Regions from separate parts of the Sus scrofa genome. Here region 2 is linked to region 1. A link is a contact called in public Hi-C data. All regions are on one chromosome and are shown on one strand. The core of a region is the stretch at or near the end of the contact, and the rest is flanking DNA. Distances in the headings are between cores, read along the strand shown.

The links. A called contact is a pair of places that touch in the nucleus more often than the background predicts.
Region 2: a contact with region 1 is called in a Hi-C map of omental adipose tissue, with 2.0 times the contacts expected there. The contact joins the promoter of TSSC4 here to the enhancer-like site in region 1. A contact is called at or near these places in 3 of 5 promoter capture datasets (fetal liver, fetal skeletal muscle and liver), 25 of 47 Hi-C or Micro-C datasets (adipose tissue, blood, brain and 12 more) and 1 of 2 datasets of contacts at active chromatin or transcription factors (skeletal muscle).

Annotation. Positions count from the first base shown.
Region 1 is chr2:1,522,785-1,529,091 of Sscrofa11.1, forward strand. No RefSeq gene overlaps it. Among named protein-coding and RNA genes, the nearest start is that of TH, 20 kb to the left of the region's middle. Within about 2 kb of position 2,212, at least 5 of the 83 cell types and tissues checked have an H3K27ac peak or open chromatin away from gene starts, as enhancers often do. A contact at or near this core is called in omental adipose tissue, where this site is marked.
Region 2 is chr2:1,641,159-1,647,773 of Sscrofa11.1, forward strand. TSSC4 (a long non-coding RNA gene) reads left to right here and starts at 1,535. Exons shown (of 4, transcript XR_002341392.1): 1 at 1,535-1,883; 2 at 2,412-2,577; 3 at 3,251-3,382; 4 at 3,509-4,702. It overlaps TRPM5 (transient receptor potential cation channel subfamily M member 5), which reads right to left. Exons shown (of 25, transcript XM_021082618.1): 23 at 6,591-6,615; 24 at 6,217-6,283; 25 at 5,439-5,925. The coding sequence ends at 5,819. It also overlaps a transcript of CD81 not described here.

The DNA of each region.
Region 1 (6,307 bases), core at 962-3,461:
ACGAACGGGGCGGTCCAATCACTTTCTCATGATTTCATTCATCCAACAAAGATCCCTGGAAGCCCGTTCCGTACCCGGCCCCCTAGGGCTTCTAGAAACACGTGGACTCTGCCCCCGAATTTCATGACCTGTGAGAAATTAAGGGTCTCAGCTCACGGCCCTTTGCTCAGTCAGTACAGAGGGTGAGTCAGGACTTCCTGGTGGCTCAGCAGGTTAAGGATCCGGCGTTGTCACTGCCGTGGCATGGGTTCGATCCCTGGCCCAGGAATGTTTGTATGCTGTGGGTGCCGTCGATGAAAGAGGGAGATTTAATAGCTGGATGGATAATAGACAGATCGATGCATAGGCAGATCCAAAGAGGCAGGAGGGAGGGCTGGAGGGGGGCTGGAGGGGCTGGAGGCTTGTCCACAACGACACTGAGCAGACGGGCCATCACGGTTCTCGGAGCCCGGATTCTGAATTCCCCAGGCGAGGCCCACCTCCAGCTTCCTGAGCTTCCAGCTAGCCTCTTGCAAACAGGCCTAACAGAACCCAACCCCTTCCCAATGCCAACGGGACCCCCAAAGCCCCATCCCCGGGGTCCTCACCGCCAGCTGGCCCCATGACCTGTCAGCCAAGCGAACGGTCAGACCCAGGGGCACTCACCTGCACCTGCACGGCAAGCCCCCGGCGGACCCGCAGGACCCCAGGAGAAGGCTAGACGCTGCCTGCCCGCCGCGCCCACCCCCCACCCCGTCTGCTGGGCCCAGCGGGAAGGCCACTCCCTCCAGGAAGCCTTCTCTCAGCCAGGGGGCCTCCCCGACCCATTCTCCCTGGGGGTTGTTGAGTTCTGGGTTCCGTCCTGGGCCCCCGCAGGCTGTGCCCTAAGCAAGAGGCAGGCTGAGCCCCCACCTGCCCCAGACCTGCATCTACTGGACCTCGCTGGGCAAATGCCCTGCCAGATCCCTCCTTCCAGCCTGTCCAAGGTGGAGAGTGTCGCCCGGGGCACAGGAGCCGGCAGGGCAGAGCCTCCCTCACCTGGCCTGGGCCGCCCGGGCCTCTGGGGAAGGGGTTCTTGGCGGCCACCCTGCTGGGGTGCGGGGTGGGAAGGGCCACGGGGGTGGGGCTGGGCCAGCCCGGGTGGGGGTTGGCAGGATGGTTTCAGCCCCTGCCTAGAGTTGAGCACCCCTCCCCCATCCCCCCCCCAGAGGCTTGCAAACCAGTGTCCTAACCTGCCTGGCTTGTTTGGAAGGAAGGGCTGCCGCGAGCTCAGGTGTGGTTAGCGGAGAGCAGAAGCGTGCAGGAAGCGTGGCTGCGGCACCCGCGTGCGGATGTGTGGGGCCAGCGCACGTGTCCAAGCCATGTGGCTGCCCCGTATGGGCGCAAATGCACATTCTTAGTGCCCAGGTGTGTGCGATGCACGTCGGTGGGTGGGCTCCTACCTCGCCAGGTGCACGCAATTGTCTGATGGGGACCCCGGGCCGAGCAACTGCCCGGCTGGCCCAGGTTTTAGGTCCCAGGGGTCCCCCACCAGCTGGCCCCCCCAAGGGGACAGGGAAGGCCCAGGGGCCTGGGGGAGACTCCACCAGGCACCCTTGCGACCTCTACACTGGGCTTTGGGGTGCCCCCAGGGTGAGCCGGGTCTGGCGTCCCTGCCCGGTGCAGAGGCCCCGCCCTCCTACTGGGTTTCCTGAGGGTCTAGGGGTCCCAGGAAGGGGGGTCTTCTGCAGAGACCGGCGGGCACAGGCCCCAGGCCAGGAGGCGCCTCTGGAGGCCCAGAGTAATTGGGCTGAGGCTCCGCTGGGTTCACCTTGGCCTCCGTGGCCCGCGGTCCCCTTCCCACGCCCACACCCCTGCCTTCTGCAGGCTCCCCTCGGGCTCCACGTCGGACCTCCCGCCTCGGCTCGGCCCCTGTGTGGGCAGCGCTGGCCTCTGCCAGCCACGCTCACCCGGAAACCTCTGTGAGCCTGAATCATAAAGAGGCCGCTGCCTTCCTGATTCTGTGATTTTATAGCAAAATGCCGAGATAAGTCAGCTTTGATTCTGGCTCCGTTTTATGAGGTTATGTCCTTTTCTCTCTCTTTCGGGGGAACAAACGGGTTTATGGCCAGGCTCCCCATCTCCCCATCAGCTGCAGGTGGGGTGGCGGGTGGCCGCCCTGATAAGGGGCCCTGCTCCTCCCAGCCGCCATGGGGACGGGGTGGGCCTGGAGCCTGGCCGGCGGGCTCCTCCTGCCTGGGCCCAGCCTTCCCGTCCCCCTGTGCCAGGCCCAGCAAGGGATGAGGGCAGCCTGGAGGCCGGGTGAACTCCGTGCCTCCCGGGTTCTGCTGTGGGGAGGGGGGGGGTGGCACGGGGCAGGGCCCGGCTTCAAAGGGGCCAGAGGAAGACCGGGCCCCGCCCTGCCAGTCTGGGACATCAAAGAGGCCTGCGGGGTGGAGGAGCATGGAGCCACCCAGCACTCTGTCTCCAGGGGTGTGGCTGGCCAGCCCGGCCCCAGCCTGGGCCCAGAGGAAGGCCCCCTGACGGTGACCCCAGGGCACCCTGGCCCCAGCCCGAGCTCTGCCTCTGGGACCTCACGGGGGCATCTTACAGGTGGGTGCCCGGCCTGGAGGCGGGGTCTTCCCCCACCTGGACGGGGTGGAGAGTGGCCTCCTGGGGGCTGGGACACAACCCCAGGCCACCTCATGACCACCCAATACTGACCCATATTGAGGTGCTTCCGGAAGCCGGGGGAGTTCTTGGCCCAGGATGGTGGCAGTGGGGACCAGGTGGCCCAGCTCAGGTGGTGGGACCGAGCCAGCTCTGTCATCCCCACAGCAAGGCCAGCAGCACCCACAGCTGAGCCCATGCCCAGTCCAGGCTGACCTGCCCTGTCCTCTAGCCCCCGGGGCAGGCGTGAAGGCCGTGAGACTGGCCTGGCTATCACGCTGTCTCTGCTGCCCCCCGTCCAGGTCTGGAACACAGGGAAGGGGCAGTGGGCTGAAAGGGGCAGGAGCCCTGTCTGGAGTGCAGGCTTTGGGGAGACGCTGAGAAGAAGGGGTGAGCTGGCCTGCTTGGGGTGCCGTGCCTGAGGGCCCCCGCCCTGTGGCCCCAGGCCCTCCCCTCCCACGGGTGGCAGGGGGCCAGAACAGGGTCTAGAACCTTATCCTGTCTGCTCCCTCGACTGCCCTGGGACCCATGGGGTCCGAGGACCCGAAATGGCACATTCTTGGGGTCACAGGTGAGGGGGGGCTCTGGGTGCAGCCCTGATGCCCACCCTGCCCCACTGCCCTGTGCAGAGTGCAGGAGGCCTGCGAGCCTTCCCAACTCTGTTCCCAAAATATCTGATGGAATTTCGGGTGGGGGTCGGGTGGCTCCAGAGATTCTAGAGGATTCCGAGGCCAGGCTCCCGGTGTGGGGGCTCCCCTGGGTGGGTGGGTCTTCAGAGAGCTCTCCTCCTACACAGGAGGCCATTGGCGGGGGCATGATGGCAGCTTGGCTCTGTGGGGGGCTGTGGTGACCAGTCACCATGGGTGTCTGGGCCACGCGGCACCTGACCTGGGCTGTCCCAGGGCCAGCCCTCCCCATGAGCCTCCTGCGTCCCCCGGTGCTGGAACTGGGTGTCCAGAGACGGATGAGCTCTGTGACCCGACTACTGCTCCAGCGGGTCTGGGGGCTGGGGTGGTTGTGCCCGTGGGAGCAGACCCGGGGCCAGCATCGAGGAGGGAGCAAGCGGTTGGGGGGCGGTTGGGGGGGGTTCCCCTTTCCCAGCAGAGGCGCCCGAGGCAGACACTGGGCAGGCTTTCCTGGAAGGGGCTGGCAGGAGTCAGGTTCCACCTCCAGGGACACTGGGGCCAAAGGACCAGACCAGGCATTGGGTTTGGGAGAGCCGGGGCGAGGTCACGGGAGAGGGGCCAGGACTGGACCTGTTCACGGCTCCTGCCGCTTTTCCGCATTTAGACTCTGACCTCGGGCCCCTCGTCAGCCCGCTGTGGGCCAGGTGGCCGTCGTGGTGCAGCGGCCACAGCTCACCACTCACCAGCGTGGCTGGGTCTGCTGGTATGTGACCCCTCCTGGGCCCTGCTGGCTCCCCCGGCGAGGTCCGGAAGGCGGAAGAATGGCAAGAGCCCCGGTCCCTCAGGAGAGTAACCTCAGGCAACAGTGCCCATGGACGGCCCGCTGAAGCGTTGGCACCTTGGGGCCAGGGAATCGGGAGAGGTGGACTTTGACGTGGGGGCGGCCATCAGCTCGGCTGCCTTTTTTTTTTTTTTTTTTTTTTTTGGTCTTTTGTCTTTTTAGGGCCGCACCCACAGCGTATGGTGGTTCCCAGGCTAGGGGTCCAATTGGACCTGTAGCTGCCAGCCTTCACCACAGCCATAGCAACACCAGATCCAAGCTGTGTCTGCGACCTACACCACAGCTCGTGGCAACGCCAGATCCTTAACCCACGGAGCAAGGCTGGGGATCGAACCTGTAACCTCGTGGCTCCTCGTCGGATTCGTTAACCACTGCGCCACGACGGGGACCCCCCAGGGCTGGCGTTTCCCTCTGTGTGCACACAGTGGACCTGAGCCAACCAGCAGGGCCTTCACCACCACGGCGCAAGAGTCGGCAGCAAGAGAGCAGTGTCTCATGGCTCACTTTCTCCCCCTTCCCCGGAGTGGTGACAAAACCCCGCCGCCACCGGACTCGGTTAGACAAGGCGGTGCCCAGTGCCCCCGTCTGTCACCCGCACGGCACGGCGCTCTCCTTTCTTTCTCGGGGCTCCACCACGTGTCCTCAGTTTCCGCATGAGAGTACCGCGGCTGGCGGGGTGGTGGCTCTGGGGTCGGGGGCCGTGAGGGCAGGGCTGGGCTGGGGGAGGCAGGTCTTGGCCCATCACGCGGGGGGCAGACTCCACATCACACGCTCTCTGTCCTCTTGGCTGCCTGACACCAGGGACTTCAAACAGGAACAGCCGTGGAGTCATCGCAGCCCAGGGCCCGGTCTGTCGGGCTCAGCCGGGCCGCTCTCCCCAGGGTCCCTGGGCATGGCCGGGGATGGGGGGCTGCCCTCACCCCAAAGCCCTCCCCACTCGAGGGCCTGGTGGTTGATGCCGGCTTTGGCTGTGACCTCAGGCAGGCTGGCGGCCGGCACACTCACACGGGGCTCTCGTGTCACCAGGCGTCCCTCCCTGCATGGAGGCTGAGCCCCAAGGGCGAGTGGCCACCCCGAGGACGGCTGTGCCGGGCCCTGCTCTACCTTCTGGGGGAGACCAGACGATGAGCAGATAAACAGGTATCTTACAGAGATGCCCACACTGGCACAGGAGAACCCACCACCTGGGCGGTGGGGACAGGGCCCCGGGCTGCTGAGGCCCGGCCGTTTAGGTGAGGGGCTCTCGGTAGGCCTCGCGGAGCAGCCGTGCGGACAAACATCTGCTCCAGGCATTTCTCTGCAGAGGAAGCGGCACGTGCAAAGGTCCTGAAACCGGAGTGTGTGTCCCGCTTGCAGAACAGCAGGAAGTGTGGTTGGTGGGGAGAGGGCTCTGGGCGAGCAGGTGGGAGGGGACCTGGGCCGGACCTCGGAGGGGCAATGAGGACACGCTGTCCACAGCCCCCAGGGCGTACAACGGCCACGGCTGGGCTCCGAGACCCGGGGCTCTCAGAGCTGCCCGCAGAGCCTGGCGAAATGCAGATCCGCCCGCTCCCGGTGGAAGGGTGTGGCCAGGCCTGGGGATGTGCATTGGCTGTTCCCAGGCTGTCAAGCCGGCTGAGCCCCGACCCAGAGATCCACGGAGGCCAGGGGGCCACTCCTCCCAGGCAGGTGGGTTGGAGAGTCAGGGAGGGGCCCTGCTGGGGTCCCCGGCACAGGGGACCCTCTGGCCCAGCTCTGGGCGGAGGCTCCGCAGGGGGCTGTTCCAGAGCTGGGTGCCAAGCAGAAGTCGAGGTCATTCCCCGCGCCTGCAGCGGCCCTGACAGATGCTGGCGGCTGCCCACCCACACGCTGAACCTGGCTGGCCCCACATTCCAGAAAGAACCCGTCCTGCTCTTGGCTCAGCAGCCCAAGGCGAGGCCACTGCATGTCCCGACCTGTCCATCTGGAGCAGAGTCAGGCGCATTCCCTCCTGGCCCGGCCCAGCCTGGCTCCCTCTCTTCCAGGGAAAGAAGGAGGGTGAGCCCGCAGGCCCGGGACCCAGGGCAGGGCCGAGCCCGCAAGGCCAGGGGCAGGGGGACAGAAGCCCCAACAAGGGAGGACTGCAGAGCCCAGAAGACTCCAGAAACGAGTCAAGACAGGGAGACCTGGGGGCGGGGTGGGGTTGGGGGAGCCTGAGGGAGCGTCCGTGGGGGACAGCCGGGCCGAGCTGGGA
Region 2 (6,615 bases), core at 285-2,784, 120 kb after region 1:
GGGGGCCGCCGCCCCCCGCGGTGCCCCCAGAGTGACCGGATACTTCTGAGAAGGGCGGTCAGCACCTGTGTATATAACTTCCTGATATCACCGCTACACTGATCAGCCTTTACTTTTGAGGTCTTGTTCCTGTCCTCAAGCTCCCTGTTACTTTTGGGGCCGCCGTCACCCGTAGGTGGCATGTGAGTGGGCCGTGGGGACTCTAGGGCAGGGGCCCCCTCTGCTTCCGGGGCTGCTTGGGGCCTCTGCCTGCTCAGCCAGGCCTCTCCCGGGGGCCACGAGGGCCCTACGGCCCAGCTGCGTCCTCCCACCCAGCCGACCCCGTGGGCTGCGCGCTCGCCCAGCCCTTTTTAATCCTTGTTTCTTTCCGGCCGCCTGTCCTGAGAGCCGGGTCTCCGAGCAGCCTTACGCCTCTGATGCACCTCTCCTTTCTAACGCGTCACTTTCGACTGTAATTACATCCTCAAAGTCATTCAATAAAGAAAGAAGAAACAGGCATGCTAACCAACTGTCCGGCTCCTTCCTATGCCCGCGACGTTTGAGACGGGCCCCGGGGTGGCGCTCAGGCTCTTCAGACACGGCTGGGCCGGGGGTGTGCTGCCAACCCTGTTGGTGGGTGTGGATGGGGCTGCGGGGAGACTCCGTGGCGGGCACGCCCCTCTGTTGGGCCTTGTGTGGCCTGCAGCCGCCTCCACTCCTCCCTCACTCCCACCGCCATTCCTCGGGCAGCGCTGCCCAGCGGGGGTGCCGCGGGCTGGTGGGGTAGCCCTGCCAGACTGCTCCCTCCTGAGGGCCTCTCCTCTGACTGGTTGCTTGTGAGGAGCTCGGTGGCCCCATCTTGCAGGGCTGGTGGGGGAGCCCACTGGCCCACCACTGGACCGCGTCCCGGCCACCTCTTGGGTAGGGCACTGCCCGCACTGGGAATGCTGGGTGATGTCACCATGAGCTGCCTGCTGGTCCCGACCTCTTGAGGCCACCTGGGGCTCCTTGGGGGCTGCAGTGCAGCCCTGTCCCTCCACAGTCCCCACTGGGGTAGTGGGTTGGAAGAGGCCCTCTCCTTTTCACTTATCGCTGTGCTGCGAGGCCCTGCGGACACCCTGGCCGAGGCTGTCACCACTGTCACCTCTGCAAGCTGCGATGTGACTTAGTTCCTGGGGCGGACTGGACCCTGCATTCCGGGTGAGGCCCTAAGTTGGGGGCTGTCTTAAGGATGAGGTGACCCGATGCTGCAGAATCCCTGGGCCACAGCATGGCCTGAGCCCTGGACAGCGGGGGTGCAGCCCGGCAGGCAAGGCGGGGGAGACGCCGGTGGGGACAGGGCATCCATCGCCTGGGCGCACTGCCGAGGTACGTGCGGCCCGGCTTGCGGGGACTGGGACCGGCCCTCCGCTCCGGGGTAGAAGTGACCAGTCAGGCCATCAGTGGCGGGCCCGCTCCGCCACGGGCACAGCCCGACACCGACTCCTGGGACCTACTACTGCCCGGCCCGCGGCTCCAGCTCAGGACCGGAAGCCGCCGTGAAAGGCGCCAGGCGCGTCGACGCACTTCCGGTGCTCGCGGCTTCCGCTAGGCGGCGCTGCGGCCCCATGAACGCGGCGCTGGCCGTCAGCCCTCGAGCATCCTGGGAGTCCCCGTCTTGCCGCCCGCCTCCCTCCTTCCCTCAGTCAATTCCGGTTTCTTCGCCGCCGTTTCCGGGAGGGAAGGCTAGGGAGAGCGACGCAAAGACGACGTTCCCGAGCGGCTTCGGGCCAAGCGTCCCAGTGCCTTGTGGGAGATGTAGTTCTTTCGGCGCGGAAGCCGCGGCGCTCGGCCGGCGGAGGACTCCGTTTCCCAGAGGGCCGAGCGCCACGCAAAGATGGAGGCAGCGGGGCCGCGATGAACCGGTAGGTTTGTGGCGGCGAGAAGAGCGTTGCCGGCCGGCCGGGCCTCGCGGCGCCGCAGTCCGCAGGCTGCTGCCCCGAGCAGGGAGACCCGCGAGACGCTGGCCCACCCCCCCGACTTGGCCCTAGGAGTCAGGCCCCCGATTCGGAGAGGTCCCTGGGCACGTGGAGCGAAGTCAAGGCTCTGCTTCCGAGGGGAGGGAGGACCGCCCGGACGCCAGGGGGCCTGCGCCCAGGGACCGACCTGCCCAGACCCCGGCCCTGAGAAAGCCCCTCCGAGCACCCAGGCCAGCCTGGACTCAGCTCTGCCCTCCGTGGAGCTCAGGAAGTTGTCCGAGAACTCCAAGCAGCAGCCCCCGCGTTCCGAGGGCGCCCGCCCCCCGCCCCGGCGTGCCCCACTGACCACGGGGTCCCCGCGACTCCCCGGGACAGGAGTGCACGTTTAGGAGGTTGGAGTCTGGTTGCAACTCCGGCTTTGCCTGCAGTGTACTGCCTCGCGGGCCCGTTACCTCTCCGCTCTGGTTCCCCCAGATCTAAAGCGGACACCATTGGCGTTTGCTTCGTGTACCCTTGCTCTCCTGGAGCAGTTTCTTCACCCCGGGAGTCATGCATGGCCCGGAGGAATGGAGGTCTCGCCTGTGTTTGATCTGGTACCGGGTGCTCAGAGCCCCTCCTTGCCGGCCTGGCCTGGTCCTCGGTGGGTGAAGGAGCAGCGGGTCACCCTGGGTGAGGGGGGCTTGGGTGGGGAGAGGGGCTTAGTGGATGGATGGCAGAGGGTGAGGATGGGCTGCTCTCGCAGCCTGGAAACAAGCTTCAAGGTGTTGGGTGACCCTCGACTACTAAACAGGTGTTGGCGGCACTTTTCTGCTCGGTTGGGAACATGAGAGGTGTGCAGGAGTACAGAAGTGGCACAGGAGGGGGCTCCCGGGGCTGCAGGGGCTGGCCTCTGCCGAGCTAGGCCACTCCAGGTCATCACCAACCTTCCAGCTTCCTGACAGCTTGACGCTCAGATGCCAGGGACTTGGCGGCAGACCCCTGCAGCACTCCCATGGCACCTTCCAGCTGTCAGGAGCAGGCAGATGGGGAGCTCTAAGTGCCACCCGCCGTGCTGAGCGGTTGGTAGGCCACCCAGCTTGGCAGAGAGCGGTGTCTTGGCCCTGAGTTCAAGCCCTAGCTACCTACTTACTACCAAAACCACCCCCAGCAGGCCCCCTAGTGGATCTAGTTAGACTGGGCTCTGGAGGATTGACCGGCTCCTGGGCCTGGCTGTGTCCGGGCCTCCATAAACCCAAGCCCACTCCCGGGGTGGTGGCGTCCCTTGTGCGTGTTCGCTGTCTGGTCTGATGGTTGGTCTCCCTTCCTGCCCTCAGCCAGCTGCACTTGAGCCACTGAGCAGAGCTGAGCCCGGCGGGGGCACGGGGGGCTTTGCCACCAACAACCTTTGCCAGGCCCCAGCTCTCCAGCACGCAGGTGTCTGCGCCAGCCCCCAGCAGCCCTAGCAGGTAAGAGGAGGGTAAGAGCTGGGGACACCGTTTCTGCACCCCCTGCCCGGGGTGGTGGGTCTGCAGGAGGGACCGGGTCTGAGCCCGTGCTGTCCTGAGCCGGGCCTCGGGGCTGTCTTGGTCCAGGTGTGGCAAGGCCTCTGGACGCATGGCTGAGGCGGGGGCAGCCTTGGAGGTCGACGCCCTGCCTTCTGACACCGTCTCCCTCAGTGACTCGGACTCGGACCTTAGCCTGCCCGACACTGCTGAGGTGGAAGCTCTGTCCCCGGGGGGGCTGCCTGGGGGGGACCCGGAGGACTCGGGCCCTGAGGAGCCCCCCGAGCCCCCCCGGGCCCCCCCGGCGCCGTGGTGCAGCCCTTCCACCTGAGAGGCACGAGCCCCACCTTCTCCCAGCGCAGCCACGACATCTTCGACCACCTGGAGGGGGCGGCCGGGCGGGCTCTGCCCTCTGCGGCCCCGGCCGGTCCGGGCCACAGTGGGGGCTTCAAGCTGCCGCCCCTACCCTCCAGGCGGCCTCCAGCAGGGGCCCGGGGCAGGGCCACTCAGAGCCCTGCTCCTCCGAGGGCGCCCCCCGTCCCCGACTACGTGGCCCACCCCGAGCGCTGGACCAAGTACAGCCTGGAGGACGTGGCCGAGGCCAGTGAGCAGAGCAACCGGGCCGCCGCCCTGGCCTTCCTGGGCCCCCAGAGCCTGGCTGCCCCCGGCGACTACGTGCCCTCCTTCAACCAGGACCCCTCCAGCTGCGGGGAGGGCCGGGTCGTCTTCACCAAACCGGCCCGCACCAGCGAGGCCCGGCCCGAGAGGAAGAGGGGCCTGAGGAAGGCCGGGGAGCCCGGCAGGGCAGCCCCCGGGAGCCCAGGAACGGCGGGCGGTGGCGACGGCCCCGTGGAGCTGGCCCACCTGGCTGGGCCCGGGAGCCCGGAGGCGGCGGAGGAGGGCAGCGGCCCCCGGGGGGGCCTGGTGGAGGTGGCTGTGCCCGAGGGGCTGGCACCCCCCGGGGCAGCAGCGGGCCCCTCGCCCGTGGAGACAGTGGGCTTCCACGGCAGCAAGAAGCGGAGCAGAGACCACTTCCGGAGCAAGGGCCACGGCCCCGAGGCCCCGGGGGGCGCTGAGGCCTGAGCGGAGGCTGCCTGGCTGCTCCCTGACCCGCCGCCCGGGCCTGGGGAAGGGAGCCCGTGGGCCGCCTCTAGGTGGCGCCAGTGGCCCGGGCTGGGCCCTGGTTTCCTGGGGAGCAGAGACTGCGGAGGGTGTGGGCCGGGCGGCGGGAGCCCTGACTCCCCCCGCGCCTGGGGGACAATAAAGATTTTGCTTGGTCCTCGGGCGCTGTGTCTGTTGACCCCTTTCCCCCAGGAACTGGCTGGGCCTCTGCGCCGCGGCCCACCCGGCCCCGGCTCCGCAGTGGAGCCTCTTGACGTCACGTCAAGCCCGGGTTCATCTGCAGCGCATCTCAGAGGGGCTGAAGCGACCTGCTCCCTCGGTGGGCGCCCAGCCCTGGCGAGCAGCAGGTGGCTCTGACAGGTCTGCAGACCACAGGGCCAGGGTCCCCCTCCGCTCTGTCCCACCCAGGCTGTGTGTGAAGACGACCAGCGACCTGGGACAGTGTCCCCAGGACTGCTGGGCTGCTGTGTGCTGGGCGCCGAGGAGGGTGGCCGGAAGGCAGACAGGAGCAGGCCGGCTCTCCTGTGACTCGAGGCAGGAGCTGGGGGCTGGCCAGCCTGCTCTGCTGCCCCAGGTCCCCAAGGAAGGACACACTGGCTGGACTGGCCACTTGGCTTAGCTGAGGGCAACGCAGGAGCCTGGACCTCGTCCCCACAGGACAGGAGCCCCTCTCCCTGCCAGCCCAGGGTCCACTGATTCGGGCTGCAGCCCAAAGCGTGGGTGTGTCTCCCAGGCCTCGTTTATAATCCAGCAGCTCTTGGGGCACAGGCGGGTCCTCTTGGGGTGGGGACCACAGCCACACCCTGGGCTGGTTAGTCTAGTGTGTGCTGTGAGCTGCTGGCGGTGTGGCAGCCACCATGCCCTGGCCCTTCATGGACAGAAATTCCGAGTACAAGCCTTTCAGAAAAGGACTGGTCTCTTGGCGGGCAACACAGGTTGAGGAGAGGACGGTGTGGCCTGTGGGGAAACCGCCCACCCAACGCGGCTCAGCAGGTGTCTGCTCTCCCGGCCCGGAGGGCTGGTTCTGGATGGGGTCACGGGGGCGCTGCCTGTCAGGGAGGGGGCTGGCAACACGCCCAGGCCAAGGGGCTCAGGAGATGCCCGGCAGGGCAGGGAGTGGTTCCTTTTGAGGCCACAAGCCACATCCCCCTGCGGGGGTGGCGGGGAGGGGGCGCCAGCGGAAGGTGGGAGGAGGTTGGCGTGTCCACGGGGCCAGGAAGATCAGTTCAGGGCCCGGGGCCCCGGGAGAGGCCACCCTGCGCTGACAGTCCACGTGGCTCAGGCGCTCGAGGGCGGTGGCCTGGCCTCTGGGTGCTCCCTGCCGCTCAGGCGCCCTCCTCCGTCAGCAGAAGCCTGTGGGCTCCCACTGCTGAAGTTCCAAGAGCCTGACGGGGAAGAGGGGTGGCCCTGGTCGGGGACGGGGCCGGCAGAGCCCTCACTCCAGCCAGGTCGGTGACTTTGTCAGAGGCCCCCGCCCCGCCCTGAGGATGGTGGCCGGCCAAGGGCCATCAGAGAGCAGGGCGTCCCCTCCCAGGGCAGGTGGGAAGCAGAGGCCTGGAGGAGAGGACGCAGCACAGCCCCAGGTCCTCTGCCTCCAGGCCAGCGGGCTGGCAGTGGGTTCCCTGTGCCCACCGACCCCACGGGCCCCCAGGACTTGTGGGGACAGACACACTCACTCCAGTAGGCGCTGCCCTGGGCCAGCGTGTCGGCCACGGAGGACAGGAGCACTGTGCAGTAGTTGACCTGGAGGAGGGGGCAGCCCCCGGTGTAGTCAGGACAGGGGCGCCCTCCCCGAAGGGCCCCTGCTGCCCGAGACCCTCCCTCTGGTGGCTGCGACTCAGGAAGGGGAGGCTCCGGCCTGGGTGGGGAGTGGACGGCGAGGGTCTCAAATGCAGGAGCCCCCGGGAAGAGCTGCAGGCTCCCCGGTCAGGGAGAGGCGGGTACCGGTACCGGACCCCCAGAGCCTCCCCCGACCCCCACCCCAGTCCTGGGGGCCGAGCCCGCGGCAGCCCCCGCCCGGGAGCCCAGGCGCTCTGCGCTGCCCGCCCACCTGAGACTCGAGCCGCTTGACCCGC